2 separate regions of the Hordeum vulgare genome follow, and region 1 is linked to region 2. Evidence: chromatin contacts called from public Hi-C data. All regions are on one chromosome and are shown on one strand. The core of a region is the stretch at or near the end of the contact, and the rest is flanking DNA. Distances in the headings are between cores, read along the strand shown.

Region 1 (6,706 bases), core at 1,384-3,883, 340 kb before region 2:
AGCGACGAAAATTTCATCATAAGCACTGTTGATTTGGTCTGAAGCTACACCCTCATGTCTCCACACTTAGCAAATAGGCAGTATACTACAAACATAGTTTGAGTATACTACAAACATAGTTTGAGCAAAACTGCAAAGATCTAGACTAAAACACCTGATTCCACTGTAATAATCTCAGTTTCAAAATTCAGAGTCTTCTGCTGCACTTGAATCTCACAGCCCATGGCTCTTAAAAGGGAAAAAAGTGCAAAGTAGACAAAAATTATCTATTCTAATAATACATATAAACTCGAGCAGAGAAGTCTGAAGCTACTGGGACTTACCATCGGCGTGCCGGTCGTTGACGAAGAGGGGGAAATCGAGCCAAGTCTCGGGAGAGGTCGAGATGTGCCTGACGAAGACCACCACCTCCTCCGTCACACCCACCGCATCCACCTCATCCTCCTCCTCTTCCTCCGGCGCGAAAGGCAGGAAGGAGGAGGCGATCTTGGAGATCTCCGCCACGGCGTTGGCGTTGGACAGCATCGAGATGCCGCTCCTCACCCTGCCCCCGATCTCAGCCAGGTCGTTCCGGATCCCGGCGACCCGCGGGGACTGGGGCCCATACTCTCCCTCCGCGTCCGCCTCCGTCTCAGCCGCCGCCGTCGACGCCTCGGCCCCGGCCGCCGGCGGCGGCGCGAGGAAGGAGGCGACGCCCCAGAAGCGCCGGGTGAGGGACTCGGTCAGCTCGGAGATGTCGCCCTTGACCCCGCGGCCGGGGGTGTCCGGCTGCTCGTCCTCCTCGGCGTTGGCGGCGTGATCCGGGGTTCTGTCGCCGGAGGCCGCCTCGGAGTGGCCGTCGTCGTCGGGGGCGGAGGAGAGGGTGGCCGCAATGGAGCGCGCGAGCCACGACATCGCCGGGAGGGAGCTCGTGCCGCAGTGGAGGGTGGAGTGGGGCGGCTGGCTGATCAAGCGGAGGCCGGATGACGTGCGGTAGGCGGTAGGGGATATGGACTGGCGGCCGGCGGACCGGAGGACTAGTCACTGGTGCCTAGTACCGGTAGAAGAAAGATCGACGGCCTCGATGCGGATAGTTTTCAAAGGTTGTTTTAGAAAGGTTAATTTTCAAAGTTGACCCCGAGAAACATGAATAATTTGCTCTGCTTTTCTCTGCTCCAAAGTGCACATCTCCGCAGTTCAAACAAAAAAAAAGTCCACATATCCGCAGTTCAAAAAAAAAAAAAAAGGGTCCACGTCTCCGTATGCTGACGCTTTCGTCCCTAATTGCTTTGCTTAAGGATGATGTAAATGTAATGCAATGGTGGTGTGTCCGTGTCTTCGGCTTTCTCTTTGGTCCTCTCTGTGCCAAAATCAAGGTGCAAGTAGCCAATCGTCAGAAAAATAAAAGTAAGAAGGAAAAGTCAAGGTGGCTTCTCTCGGGAGACATGGCCTAGGGCATGAGCAATGGAAGCATCACCTTGATGCTGTTCCATGTATTTGTTTAGATCTAAAGGTTTTTTTTAAAATGTTGGTAGTTGCTCTACGAAATTCATTGATCAAGAAAGAAAACAGAATACAAGGATACCCCAAGGAAGCTAGGCACAAGAGTAGTGTCGAAAGGAGGAAGAAGAAATAGCAAAAAAAAAAACAATGTCTAAGTTAATCGGTCCTGGTCGAAAGGAATTCTTGCTCCAGCCATATTCCATGGGATGATCTCTTCCTTTAATCTCGTAATAAAGATGTCCAACCCAAAGATTCATTTTTGAAAATGCGCCTATTCTTCTCATTCCAAATTCTCCACGTAAAAAGTTGAATAGAGGAAAGGGTTGCTCTTTTAGTTTCCTTGCTGGCTGCCTGGTAGCAATTGCACACCCATAGTTTTATGCTGCTCGTCGCCGGCCAGCACAGGAAGTTTGGGGAGGGAGGCAACAGAGGCCCAGGTGCTACACGGTCTAAAGTATTAAAACTATTGTTCTTCATCTAACGAAGGCAGTCATATGTATATGTCATTATAATGGACCCATCTCAATTCTTTTCTCCCCCATCTATTTCTTCCTCCTTCGTTCTTCATCTCTCTCTCTCTCTCCTTTTTTCTTTTAACTTTTCTTATGGAGCACCTACCTCCTTCGCAGGAGACGGATTTTTGTACAGAGCATCATCCGAACCTAAGTTGCTGGCTCCGAGCCGAGCTAGACCTGCGGGGCAGCACGATGAGGCAGCCCGTTGGTCATGCCCTCACTAGCAGACACTCAAAACAATAGAGGTAGCTGTCGTTCGATGGTTTACGTAATTACGTGCCCTCAAACAAGCAACGGTAGAAAAGTTTTACAATTGAATATTTAAATTTACTAATTCTCATCTAGATAAGAATTAGCAAAGTCTCATCTAACTTCTTCACATCATTTGAATAATCAAACAAAGTATAAAAATAAAAAGTCTGCATGAATCTTCATAAAAATCAAGTAACGTACTTCCTTCGTTTCTAAATATAAGACTTTAAAGAGGTTGCATTAGTGGACTATATGCGGATGTATATAGACATACAGTAGTTTAGAGTGTAGATTCACTCATTTTGCTTCGTATGTAGACTCTTAGTAAAATATCTTAAAAGACTTATATTTAGAAACGGGGGGAATATGAGTTAAATGTGACTTGGTTAAGTCTCATCTGGATGAACGTTAGACACAGCGTTAAATATTTGTCGGCCGAATTGTAACACACGTATGCACGTACGCAATGATTCGGTGAATCAACAGACGTAGCGCGTGCGAGTTGGCCAGCCGATCAACTTGGCCCTATCCTCCAAAACAGTGGACAAATTCCTTGCGAATCCATCAAAACACCTGCAGATCCTGACCACTTCCCTCTTATCCGCCGGTACCAAGCGGCGGTTCACGCGGACGGAACGGGCAAGGCAACGTCGAGCTACGGAACGGAGAGCATATATATATCACGAGGTGATCGAGGTGCCATTGTACACTCTCATAACGCAGCGGTCCGTCCATCGACCTCAAAGGCAAGCTACTGTATCATAGCGCTCGATCTTGCGTTTCCCGATCCGAGAAGCCGACGCAGCTCCTTCCGGTGCGCACACACAAGGAAAGGATGAAGAAGGGTGGCAGGAAAACCAGCGGGTGCTTCTGCTTCTCCTGCCTTGGCGCGCCCATGCGCGCGCTGTCGAGGGCGTGCGACCTCTACGTGAGCGGCATGTCCGGGTGCGCGCGCCGCATGCCGGCGGGGGCGGTCGCGGGCGGCCGCGGCCCCGGCGGCTTCGGCGGGTCGGCCACGACCATGCACCTGCGGGCGAGCTCGGACCGCGCCGACGACCTTGTCCGCGCTGCCTCGAAACAGCGCCGCGTCGCGCCCGAGCCGGCGGACGTTGGGGCGGGGCAGAAGAAGGTCCACCTTAGCCAGGCGACGGCGGCCGTCCCGGCGTGGAGAAAGCGTCCGGCGATGGTGACCATCGCCGAGGACGCGCCGTTCGAGTTCGGCGCCTGCGCGCTGAAGCGGCCAGAGATGAGCGGGCGCGGCGCGGCGGTGGGCGGACTGGCAGCCAGCGGCGGTGGTTTTGGCGCCATCAAGGTGGGGAGCAAGGCCTTCGAGACCCGATCGTGACACGTGCGTGCAATGAACGCGCGTGATAAGATTAGGCGTCCATTGATTGATTCCACTGTCTTCCTCTTGATTACTTCTTGTTAATAGAGTATGGTTAATAGTATATCCAGATACCGGTTATAAGGCATTGTCATGTCATCTATAATCTATATTAATTTTTATAGTCAGCTTACTCATCTTTATTGTATTTGTTCGTGACAGGTTGATAACGATAGCAAATAGAACCATATGCGATCTCTCACATGACTCGTCATATAAACACATCAATGGTCACTAAGAGCATCTACAGCCGGATGCTCTAAATTCGACTCGCTATACGCCCGCACACGAGTCCGGTTGCTTTCGTAGACAGTAGCCGGTCACACCAACCAGCTACACTCCATGCTAGTCTCTCATATTTTAATCCTTATTTACATACAAAGTATGCAAAAAAAAATCCTACTCCCGCCATTCCTAAATATAAGACCTTTTAGAGATTACACTATGGACTATATACGGATATATATATAGACATATTTTAGAGTATAGGTTCACTCATTTTACTCTGTATGTAGTCCATAGTAGAATTTCTAAAAGGTCTTATATTTAGGAACGGAGGGAGTAGTTACTATAGTAGCTATCATCGTCGCAGACGTTCACGATGTCGATGTCGGGTGTCGGGTAGACAGGCATGTAGGAGGGATCCGGCTCCTCCTCCTCCTCAACCTCATCCAAGTAAGGCGAGCATCTTCGCCTTCAGCTCCTTCCAGAGACGACGTCTAGCCTCCACATCCGACTTCGAGTGGATGGAATAGAGGATGGCTTGCTGCTCCGCGTGCTGCTCTGCGTCCCCAGCGTCCCCCCCACAACCTTCGCCGGCTCCTCCCCCTCCACCAACTCCTTCTTCAGATCCATTATATCCGGAGGTAGCCCCGTAACGATTCGGATCTGCTCAAGGAGTTGCAGCTGATGCTCCGGCTTTAGAAAGTGATAGCGGTGTGGGGGCATGACTTAAATACCAGGGCTAGGGACGACGCGGCGATAGAAGAGAGGAAGAAAATGTGGAGGGATAGGGTTTCGATGCCGGCGAACGGCAGGAGGGAAATGTGCAAGGGTATGGTTGCAGTGCCTGTGGTCGGCTTAAATAGCCCGTTTAGGGGCTATGCGGACCGTCGAACCGGCGCCATGAGTCGTTGACATACCCCTCATCGGAGGAGGCGTCCATCACACAACCAGGTTTTCGAATGATTTCGCGTGGGTTCACGACGTCAGACCAACTGGATCGGGTTTTTTGTGACCAAATCAGCTTGTCCGGATGTTTGTGACGGGTTTGAAAGATTCGATTATAGATGCTCTAAACTCTTATGAGCACATTGGTCACTCTTCTTTTAGAAAGTGATGAAGTGGTCACTTTGGCTTGTTTTTAATAGTAGGAAGTCGACTTAGGAGTCTACGTGGGCCCCATGGTTATAATAGTTCGCGGAAAAATAAGTGCATGGGTGAATATTGAAGAATGAGGCTGGGGTCTTTTGTAAATAGACATTAGAGGCCACATCGTTTAAAACCCTAACTAACATCGCTCTACCTTACTCACTGTCATACATACCCACATATATTTATCCTTATAAACATATATGTATACCCTGTTTTTATAAACACCTTCATAAACCGAACTAACACATCGTCTTAACTTAACAAGTGTTCACATCCCACGTTAGTTGGCTGATGAATTTTGTCAATAGAAAAACAAATGATACGAACTCCGGCTTTACATATGCATGCATCAATGGTTGAGTATTAAAGTTGAGAAACATGTACAAAATAGATATTTAATTTTTTTTAATCGAGTCTATCGTAATAATTGAGTTTAAGTAGTAAATAATTCGATCAAAATTAAACAAGAGTTTAACGTAACACAAACCAACGAGCCTTGTAAATCCTGTTGGAGGGAGTAGTATTTTCCTTGTTCCACAGTCCACGTCACCATATGTTAACGCTTCCTTCCCTAATTGCTTTTGCCTAAGGTCTTAAGGATGATGTAGACGTGCAATTAAAAATAAAAGGATGATGTGAACGTCATGGCGTGTGTCTTTGTCCTCCGCTTTCTCTTTGGTCTTCTCTGTGTCAAAATTATGGATCGTCGGATTCTTCTTTCTTTGAAAAGAAAGGAGAACGAAAGGTTTGGTAAGCACCCCGTCGCCGTTGCTTGTTTCAGAGCTCGCAACGCACTGGAAGACATCGTTTTGATTGTCTACAAAACCATGCCTCATCCGCAAGTTGTTTTGTATTTGTCGGCCGATTTGTACGCGCAGAAAATGACCAGCATACATGCATGTATGGCATGCACATACGCAATGATTCACTGAATCACCAGATGCGACGTGCGAGTTGGCCAGCTGATCAACTTGTTGCTCAACCCTGTCCATGAAGCCGTGGACAAGTTCCCGCGAACCCATCAAGATGCTTGCAAATTCTGACCATTTCCACCGGTACATAAAATCTTTAAAAAGATTTATATTTAGTAACGAAGGGTGTAGAAGCCATCCATCGAGTTCTATGAAAGGGGGAAGGCATCCCCCTCGACGAGCTAGCTATATGGCACTAGTGCTCGATTTTGTGTCTCTCTCTTGCGAGAAGTTGGAGGCCAACAGTTCCGGCACGTAGAGCAGATGATGAAGGTGGCGAGAAAACGAGCGGGTGCTTGTGTTGGGATTATATGTCCTTCAACTATATTCAAATACTTCGACGCAAAAAAAAAAACTATATTCAAATACTTGTCCATCAAGATACTTGTTATATGCATATAATTATTCTTGGTCCAATTTATTTAAATGCCGCATACTTAAGGAAGTTGGTCAATTATTGATGGAATACGATATATTTTATATATTGAAAAGACTATCCTGGTAATTAGATTACGTCCCTAATGTCGTAATATATTTTATATATTTCCCTCTTATCCGCCTTAAAAAAGCTAGATCGTGTAATTAGATTAGCAGTCCTAATGTTGATCTATATAATTAGATGAATTTATACTTTATTACGACGCGTAGCTTACAAGCGCGTGCTTCGACGGATAGGATCCGCTAACAGACAAATTATACTGTGGTTGGTAGTTTGATCTCGACTCTAT
Region 2 (7,792 bases), core at 3,595-6,094:
AGCTCCATGATTGCATGGGTGAAACATCCCCTTGCTTCCCCTGGACAACCATTTTCTCTCCTCCCTGAGCCTTCAATCTATCCTGGAAAGTTCAAGGACACCCAATGCCCCTTTCACTCATTGCTTAATCGCTGTGCAGCTAGTGAACACTTGAGGACGCGCAAGAGCGCGCCAAAGGCATCATCATGGTGGCCAAAAGCACGCTCTCGAGCGCGCTACATGATAGCCGAGAGGTGACTTCGCGCCTTGCCCATATCCTGGCCACCTCGAGCCCTTCCCCTCGCGCGAGTCGATGCAGGCATCCGCAACACGCATGTCTGCCAGCCCCTCTCCCCTCTCTCTCCGACGATCTCTACATCATGATCCCGCAGCCACCCCTCTCGGCCAACCGTTGACCTCGCACACGCTCGTGTTCGCGCTCCTTCTCTCTCTCTCCCTCTGGTCGTGGACGACCCCCCACAAACGTCATAGACACTCCCCGGATTTCTCCCGTGACCCCCAGCCTCGGCTTTGCCCTTCCCGGCGCACTCGCGCACGGTGAACCACGGGCAGGATATAAGAAGCCGCCCTGAGCCCCTTCTCTCCCCTCTAGATCCTCTCCCTCAACCTCAACCGCACGCGTACACCGCTTGTTCCACCATGAGAAGCCTAGGTGCTCGGATCGAGCTGAGCTCCGTCGCATCGAACCTCTGGTTATCTCCGGGTAGTTTACCCTGTTTTCCTTTCCCTCGGTCCTCTCTCATCTCCCCGACCTCTTTCCCTCACGTTTCCCATGCGTTTTGCAGCCGTAGTCATTGACTCCGACCACCTCCCGAAGCGCCTCCGCCTCACCTACTCGCCGCCGATGACTCAGGCCACACCGGTGATCCCTTCGACCACCACCCGAGCGGCGACGATGTCCTAGGTCCATTCCCTAACTCACCTGTCACTGTCGTGCTCTCGTTTGCCGCTCGTGAGCCTTGCCATTCTCTAGAGAGAGGTTGACGACTCCCTGCCGTTAGGCCCCGGTCACCAGCCTCTCTCTCCCTCCTCGCTGACCGAAGGTCCCTGCCTCTTAGGTTTATAATATGGCGTGGGGGGGGGGGGGTTGGCTGGGCCACGCTTGGCTGGCCATTTAGGGCCTAGTGGCACAATACCCTTTCCCTTTTTCATTTTTGAGCATTTTCCAAAATTTCCCCTGGATAAAGTAATTGCCTAAATCCAATGATTTCAATTTCTAAAATCATGTAGTACTCTTTGCTATTTAATGATGTCACTTGTGCAATTTTCGGAAAAAGATTTATACCTTGTTTTTATTTAAAAACTTGTTTTAGTTATTTTAACTCTCTATTAAAATGTTTTTCACCACTTTTTACTTTTCAAAACGAGAGACTAATAATTTTTACAACTCTAATATTCATCCTAGTATTTTACAAAAAGGGTTGACATTTTTAGGAGGATTTTATTTTCTCGGTATTTGTCGTTGTCGTATTTTTCTCCATTATATTGCGAAGATAGATTGCATTGTTGATGAAGGAGTTAGACCAGAAGACTTTGAAGACTTTGAATACTTTGTTGAGCCACGCAAGCAGCCCCTTGACCATGACTTGAAACCATTTTATGCATGTCATATGGTAGTTTACTTCGTTGCATTTGAATCATGTTGAATCGGTGGCCACCTTGGCGGGTTGTCTCTGATAATTCCTCGTTGATACTTGCACTCAGCATGACCCTACCTTCCTATGAGGGTTGTGCGGGTGGGAAGTAGTTAGGATGTTATGTAGTTGCTACAAAAATGGGATGGGAATATTCATGGTGACGGAAAGGACATGATATCAAAGACTTTTCGAAAATCCTGTAGGGTGACACTAATGCCCGAGGGAGATGGCGTTGAGTTAGGTAACCACTTGAGAAAGAAGTGGTGTACCGAGGCAAGATATGTGTGTGTGTTCTCGAAAATGGATTAGATTTAAGATGTGCTGACTGTCCCAACCCTAGATGTGCAACCACGATACCCCTTATGGGATGAGGCTTTGTTGATTACTTTGATCGGTACTAGCAGAGAGCCCGCATTACTAGGGGCGGGAGTGATGTGGTCACTCTATACGGGGTCGTGCCGGAAAGGACGACCATGGGCTGTTTTCACAAACAGTGAGCACACCGTTGTGTGCCCTCGTGGATGATATTTGTGATGTAGATCACGAGGGATGGCACCAACGATTAGACTCTTTGTTAGTACCATGATGGGAAAGGTAAATGTTCACGTACTTACCTCAGGAATGGAAAATACCATGAGTCGTGGATTGAAACGGAAGTTTTGCGAGTCTTATGGGTAAAGTGTGCAACCTATGGAAAGCGTAAAACCATTCGAATGGTCGTGTCCACGGTCATGGATAGTTGATGGCGCTCCTTAGACTATATCCAGATATTTTCACAAACTTGGTGTATGTGTGGGAGAAAGATGATAGTGTGAGAAAGATGATGCTTGAGCGAAGTTAGATAACTTGACATGAATAATGAACATGAGATAGCTTGTTCGTATGGATATCCGTGACCTGTTGATGTATGCTTTTACAAGTTATATTGATCATGTTATTGCACTTAAAATTTAGCTTTCTGCAACTTCCCTATTAGTGCAAATTCATGCATTGTTATACCATTGTTCCAAAACATGGGTTGTTTGCGAGTACATTCAAAGTACTTATTGGCTTGCCACTGGTTATTTAATTGGCCAAACATGGAAGAACAGGAGTATGATGAAGAGTTTGTTAGAGATGAACTCGCGAACTAGTCAGAATGTATGCAGGGTTAAGGTAGATAGCATGAGTTCACGCTTTCGTTTAAGAATTTCGCTGCTAGTTATGTTTGATGTGTTGGCTTTCGAGGCCCTATCTATGTAAGAATTGACCTTAATGATCTTTATTTGTATCAGGCGGTATGTATGGATGTAAGACTCTTGTTATTCAGCTTCCATGTGTTCAATGAGCATTGATCTCTAGGATCACTCTACATGAGCATTCGGTGATCACGATTTATAAATCGGGGTCCCCACACGTAGTCACGTAGATCGGAAGATCTACTCCTACCACATGGTGAGATCTAGCTAGAGCTAGCAGAGACGAGGGGGTTATTAATCTCACGGATGCCATCGAAGGAGGCGCTGGACACGTCGAAGAAGAGGAGCTATCGATCCGCCGCCACCATCAACGGTCATTAAAGCATTTGTGTCACTTACCTTGTCGTCGATGTGGAACCGCACCAGAGGAGAAACTCAAGGGAGGGGGGGGGGGGATGGCGGGAGTTTTGCCGTTGCGGTGGCCTGGGCTATATACGGCGTAAGACTTGGCGAGCGATGACGCAAAATCGTCTCGTCGTTTTTTGAAGACCCGCACGAGCTACTGCTATCTCCCTCCTCGCAAGAGGTCAGTGTCGTGTTTTCCTTCCCTCTATCACTCGAGCCTAACTCGTTTAAAACCGACGATTCAAATGTTTCTAGCGGGCCTAGCTGAGGAGGTCTTTTAGGTTTGTGCTGGTTAAGATTCTGATGCGAGCCACGCAACCAAACACTCAGTTTTTTTTTCTCGGGTGGATCTGACTAGACCTAATGCGAGGTAACCAACCACATCCATGATGTATGAGCAGACTATAACCTGTTGCCATGAAATAAAACTGAATATTTCCAGTGACAAAAACACCTTTTTTTCCCGGTGGATAAAACACCCTGTGAACAATTTACCTTGTCATTTCTCAAAAGAAAGTGAAGAAATTACCTTGCCAATCATTCACAGATTTCATACACACGCGCGCGCACGGCACTGCAAGTCTGCAACGATAGAGACCGGTAGCTGGGAGCTCGCCAGCGCTGCGTCCACCGGATTAACTAATCAGTGGAGTAACAAGCCATGGCGGCATTAATTAAGCTCTATCCGCTCGGTCGCTTGCGTTTGGTACAGAGGTGGAGGAGCGGCGAAAGCGAGGGCTCTGCGCAGGTGGACGTGGCGGGAGGAGGGCGCGCGCGGGCTCCACCTCCCCGGTGTCGTGGACGCGCTCCCGCTCACAAGTTACAAGCAGGCGTCCCCACCACGCCACCACCACATGCACGCAGCCGCAGAGAAAAGATCTTGCTCCCTTCCCTTGGTTTGGTCGCTCCTCTTTGCCGATTCGCCGGTAGAGTTCCGGCGTGTACGCACTAGCTGCTTTGGCACGTCTACATACCTGATGAATGTAATGTAAGCACGCACGTCGTGTGTATTCTTGCATGCATGCATGCCTTGGTGCAATCTGCAAGCACTGCCATGCAAAAAAACAAAACAAAAAATACAGATAAAAACGGAGCACGTATGAATATGATTTGACGTAGGAGTCGGTTTTGCTCTCTCCATACCTTCTCAAACAAACATCCTGAAACCTCGGAGGTCGGAGAGCTTATCTACGAACACAATAATTCTAGCAGCTGGGAAATGCGACGAAGTTTTTATGCGTTTTCTTTGTGAGGCCACGTGGAGGGTGGCAGTAGGCCGGTGTCCCAAGCACGTGGGAGGTCGAGTCGACCCACGCGATCAGCAAACCGGCGGACTATACGGGAATGAGTCATGATCGATAGACGATACGAACCCGATTCACCTGCCTGTGGGCACCCGTCATGGCAAGCTCCCATTGGCCGCGGCCGGGGAGCCACCATCGGGACGCCCGCAACGGACGCGCGGACCCTATCGCCCGGTCGCCCCGCCGCCACGTGTGCTCGTACCGCCACTCCGTTGGAGCCACGTGTGCCCGTCGTTTGGCGACACGATTCTCCAGGGCCCAGAGCCGGCTCGTATATATAGCCTGGCCGTGCCCCCTCCCGGCCATCTCGTCCACAGCAAATTCTTCCAGTCCAGCTGACAATCAAAACGCACTCGCGGCAGGCAGCCACATCACATCCCACGCACGAAGAAGAGCGGCGGTGAGACACGTACGTACGTGTCGTGTATTTGTGGCGCATACCAACGTATAGCCCATAGCATTCGGTAAAGGTTGCCGCCGGAGATGGGGATGGTGCAGGTGCAAGGTGTGGCGGCGTCGGGGAGGATGCCGTCCATGGAGGCGGAGCCCAAGACGCTCACCCTCGAGCAGCTCAAGTACGCAAGGGTACGTATGTGCATGCCACTCTTATATACGTACATACCACGTAGATTGCATGTATACATGTCCGTCTGCGTATACGTAATCTGTACAAATCGGTGTGTGGGTTTTCTTTAGGTTTTCGGTTAGTTTTCCTTATTAACTGATCAATTCTTCTTCTTCTATATGACAAGACAGAGCTATTGCTGGTTTCTCAAAAAGATAATTATACAAATCAGGCAGCTTTTCCCCCTCCCAAAGTCCGAAATCCGATTCATCACCACTAAAGTGTTCTCCCTCCTATCTTCCTTGCTATAATCAAACTAAGTTAATTTTGTGTGCGCCTACTAAACCTGTTAGGATAGTGCTATCTACAGGATATACTTTTAGTTTCTTTCTGTAGTGTGGATATACATATAGTTTTTTTAGGGGGTGGATATACAGATCGTTGGAGAACAGGATTACACCATAATAGTCTACGGCCACATATCCTGTAAAAAATACTTCTTCTTTAAACTAATATAAAAGCGTTTAGATTATTAAAATAGTGATCTAAACATTTTTATAGTACTTCATTATATTTTAGTGAACATTTTCATGACAGACCCCCTCAAGTATAAGATCCATTTATTCCTACTGATTTTGTGGATTAAAAAGACAATTATAATTGAAAAATAAGAAGTCCAAAAGTGAAGTTAACACTGAAATCTGAAAATATTATTTATAACAATTTACAAAATTAAAAGGTGTTCAATGGTAGGTTTCTAATGGTTCCAGAGCAGAAAGGCTGAAATTATTCAACTCGACCATCTTTTCCACGTGTAAGTCTACCGTTTCCCTTTGGTGATTAGTGGCCTCCCTGTAAAGTCAAGTCCATCCAATTTCCAATCATCTCTACAACACCCTACATTTGAACAAATCATCGTTGAATACACCAGTGTACACCTATACGAAAGCCTTAAAGGGGACTCTTGATAAAACGTATGTGCTGGATCCATCCACTCAAGGGATTCTAAACATGTATGTTTGTCTTTGACAAATTAAAGAACTCTAATCCCTCCTGCCAAAAAAGAAAATGTATTCCCGCATGAGATGGAACATGCAATTTCCTTGTTTCTTTGCGAATAAACTATTTTCCTGGTTGAAGTGAATAAATAAATCTACAATGTTTTCTACAAAATTATTTTACATCCCATAATATATACGCCCTTGTAAATTTGGAGGGTCGCAGTCACCCAAACAATGTAGAAAGAAACACCTAACAAATAGTACTACAGTGAAAAGAAATTGCTAAAGGGCTTGTTCGGTTAATCTCTTCTAAAAAACAATGCAGAAAGAAACACATAACAAATAGTACTACAGTGAAAAGGAATTGCTGAAGGGCTTGTTCGGTCAATTCTTTTCAAAAAAGAATTGAAGAGGATTAAAGGAGATTAAGGTGAAATTTAACTTTTAAGAAATTTAATTCCTCTCAATCTCCTCCAAACCTCTTAAACTGAACAAGGCCGAAACGAAGATGCTTTTCCCGCAAAAATAAATAAATTGAGGTGTTTATATATACACACATGTGCGATTGCTATGCTGCATGCGCTGCTCAATGTTTATGCCCTTGGGTCGGTCTCTGTTCGCACGAAAGTTGTGTGTCGACGTGTCGTACGTACGTCCTGGTCACAAGAGAAAACAGTCATGACATGGACGTTACCCACCACAATTTAATCTCGCTTGTTTACGTATCCTGCACGTATGTACATTCCTTCTGTACTCACATCACCCATGTAACTTGTACGTATATATGCACGTGAGTACATAAGCCAGAGCAGCTTGGAACGTTTGCTAAAAGAAAATATCGGATTTCCCCCCACTTGGGTAGTTAATTGACATAGATACATTAATCGAAAATTGCAGGAGGCGGCGCTGTACGTGGTGAGCACAAGGACGACGGAGGAAGCCATCAGGATCTTCACGGAAGGGCTCAAGCCTGTGCGGGGCGTGCGGAAGATGGGCTCCTCCACGACGGACTCGTCGGACGACGACGTCGAGCTAGGCTCGTCGGAGGATTCGACGCCGCGCGCCGGCGGCGGCACGGGTTGCCGCCCACAAGGACGCTCCATCAAGAGGGACATTGCCACTGCACCTTTCTAGCTAGCTTGCGTGTTTTGTTTGGGAAATTTGATCTTTTCTACGCTACTTTTGTTTCCTGGCCTGGTAGTTTAGCTCTAGCTTCGGCTGGTTTAAAGCGCGACAAATTTTGGGGTGCGTCCTGGCCCAGAGAGGGCTACAAGAGACGTGAAGCTGGCCCGCACGACTAGTATGCCGTTGTTGCGTGTGTGTGTGCATGTACATAGCAGCAGACTGTACTTTAGTTCTTTGGCTTCAAATTAAATCTCCTCGTGCTCTTCCATGCATGTGGACTCTCACGGGGCATCCATTTTTTTTTCTTTTTCTTTTTTTGCAAAATGAAGACAGGCAAAACGTCGGGGACTGTTTGGTTATCTGCACTTTTGCACGCTTGTCAGGGCCTGTTTGGTTATCTGATGAATTCCGGGGAGCTGCTTGATATTTGCATCATGAGAAACTGATGGAGTGTATACAACCTCTGTGTGACGTTCTGCGTGCCGTTTGATTTCCTGAATCTACCCTAACCCGCATTTTCTCTCGTAGCGTGAATTACACTGTAATGAGCCTGCATATGAAAAAAAGGCTGATTTGG

What was found. Hi-C and Micro-C count contacts between places; a contact is called where the count stands out from the background.
Region 1: a contact with region 2 is called in a Hi-C map of seedling, with 6 times the contacts expected there. The contact joins the promoter of LOC123440300 here to the promoter of LOC123440298 in region 2. A contact is called at or near these places in 2 of 6 Hi-C or Micro-C datasets (leaf and seedling).

The regions. Positions count from the first base shown.
Region 1 is chr3H:500,714,928-500,721,633 of MorexV3_pseudomolecules_assembly, reverse strand. LOC123440300 reads left to right here and starts at 2,633. Exons shown (of 1, transcript XM_045116878.1): 1 at 2,633-3,774. The coding sequence starts at 3,085. The coding sequence ends at 3,594. LOC123444497 reads right to left here and starts at 1,007. Exons shown (of 3, transcript XM_045121226.1): 1 at 324-1,007. The coding sequence starts at 894.
Region 2 is chr3H:500,378,343-500,386,134 of MorexV3_pseudomolecules_assembly, reverse strand. It overlaps LOC123440298, which reads left to right and starts at 4,844. Exons shown (of 2, transcript XM_045116875.1): 1 at 4,844-5,109; 2 at 6,988-7,523. The coding sequence starts at 5,008. The coding sequence ends at 7,224.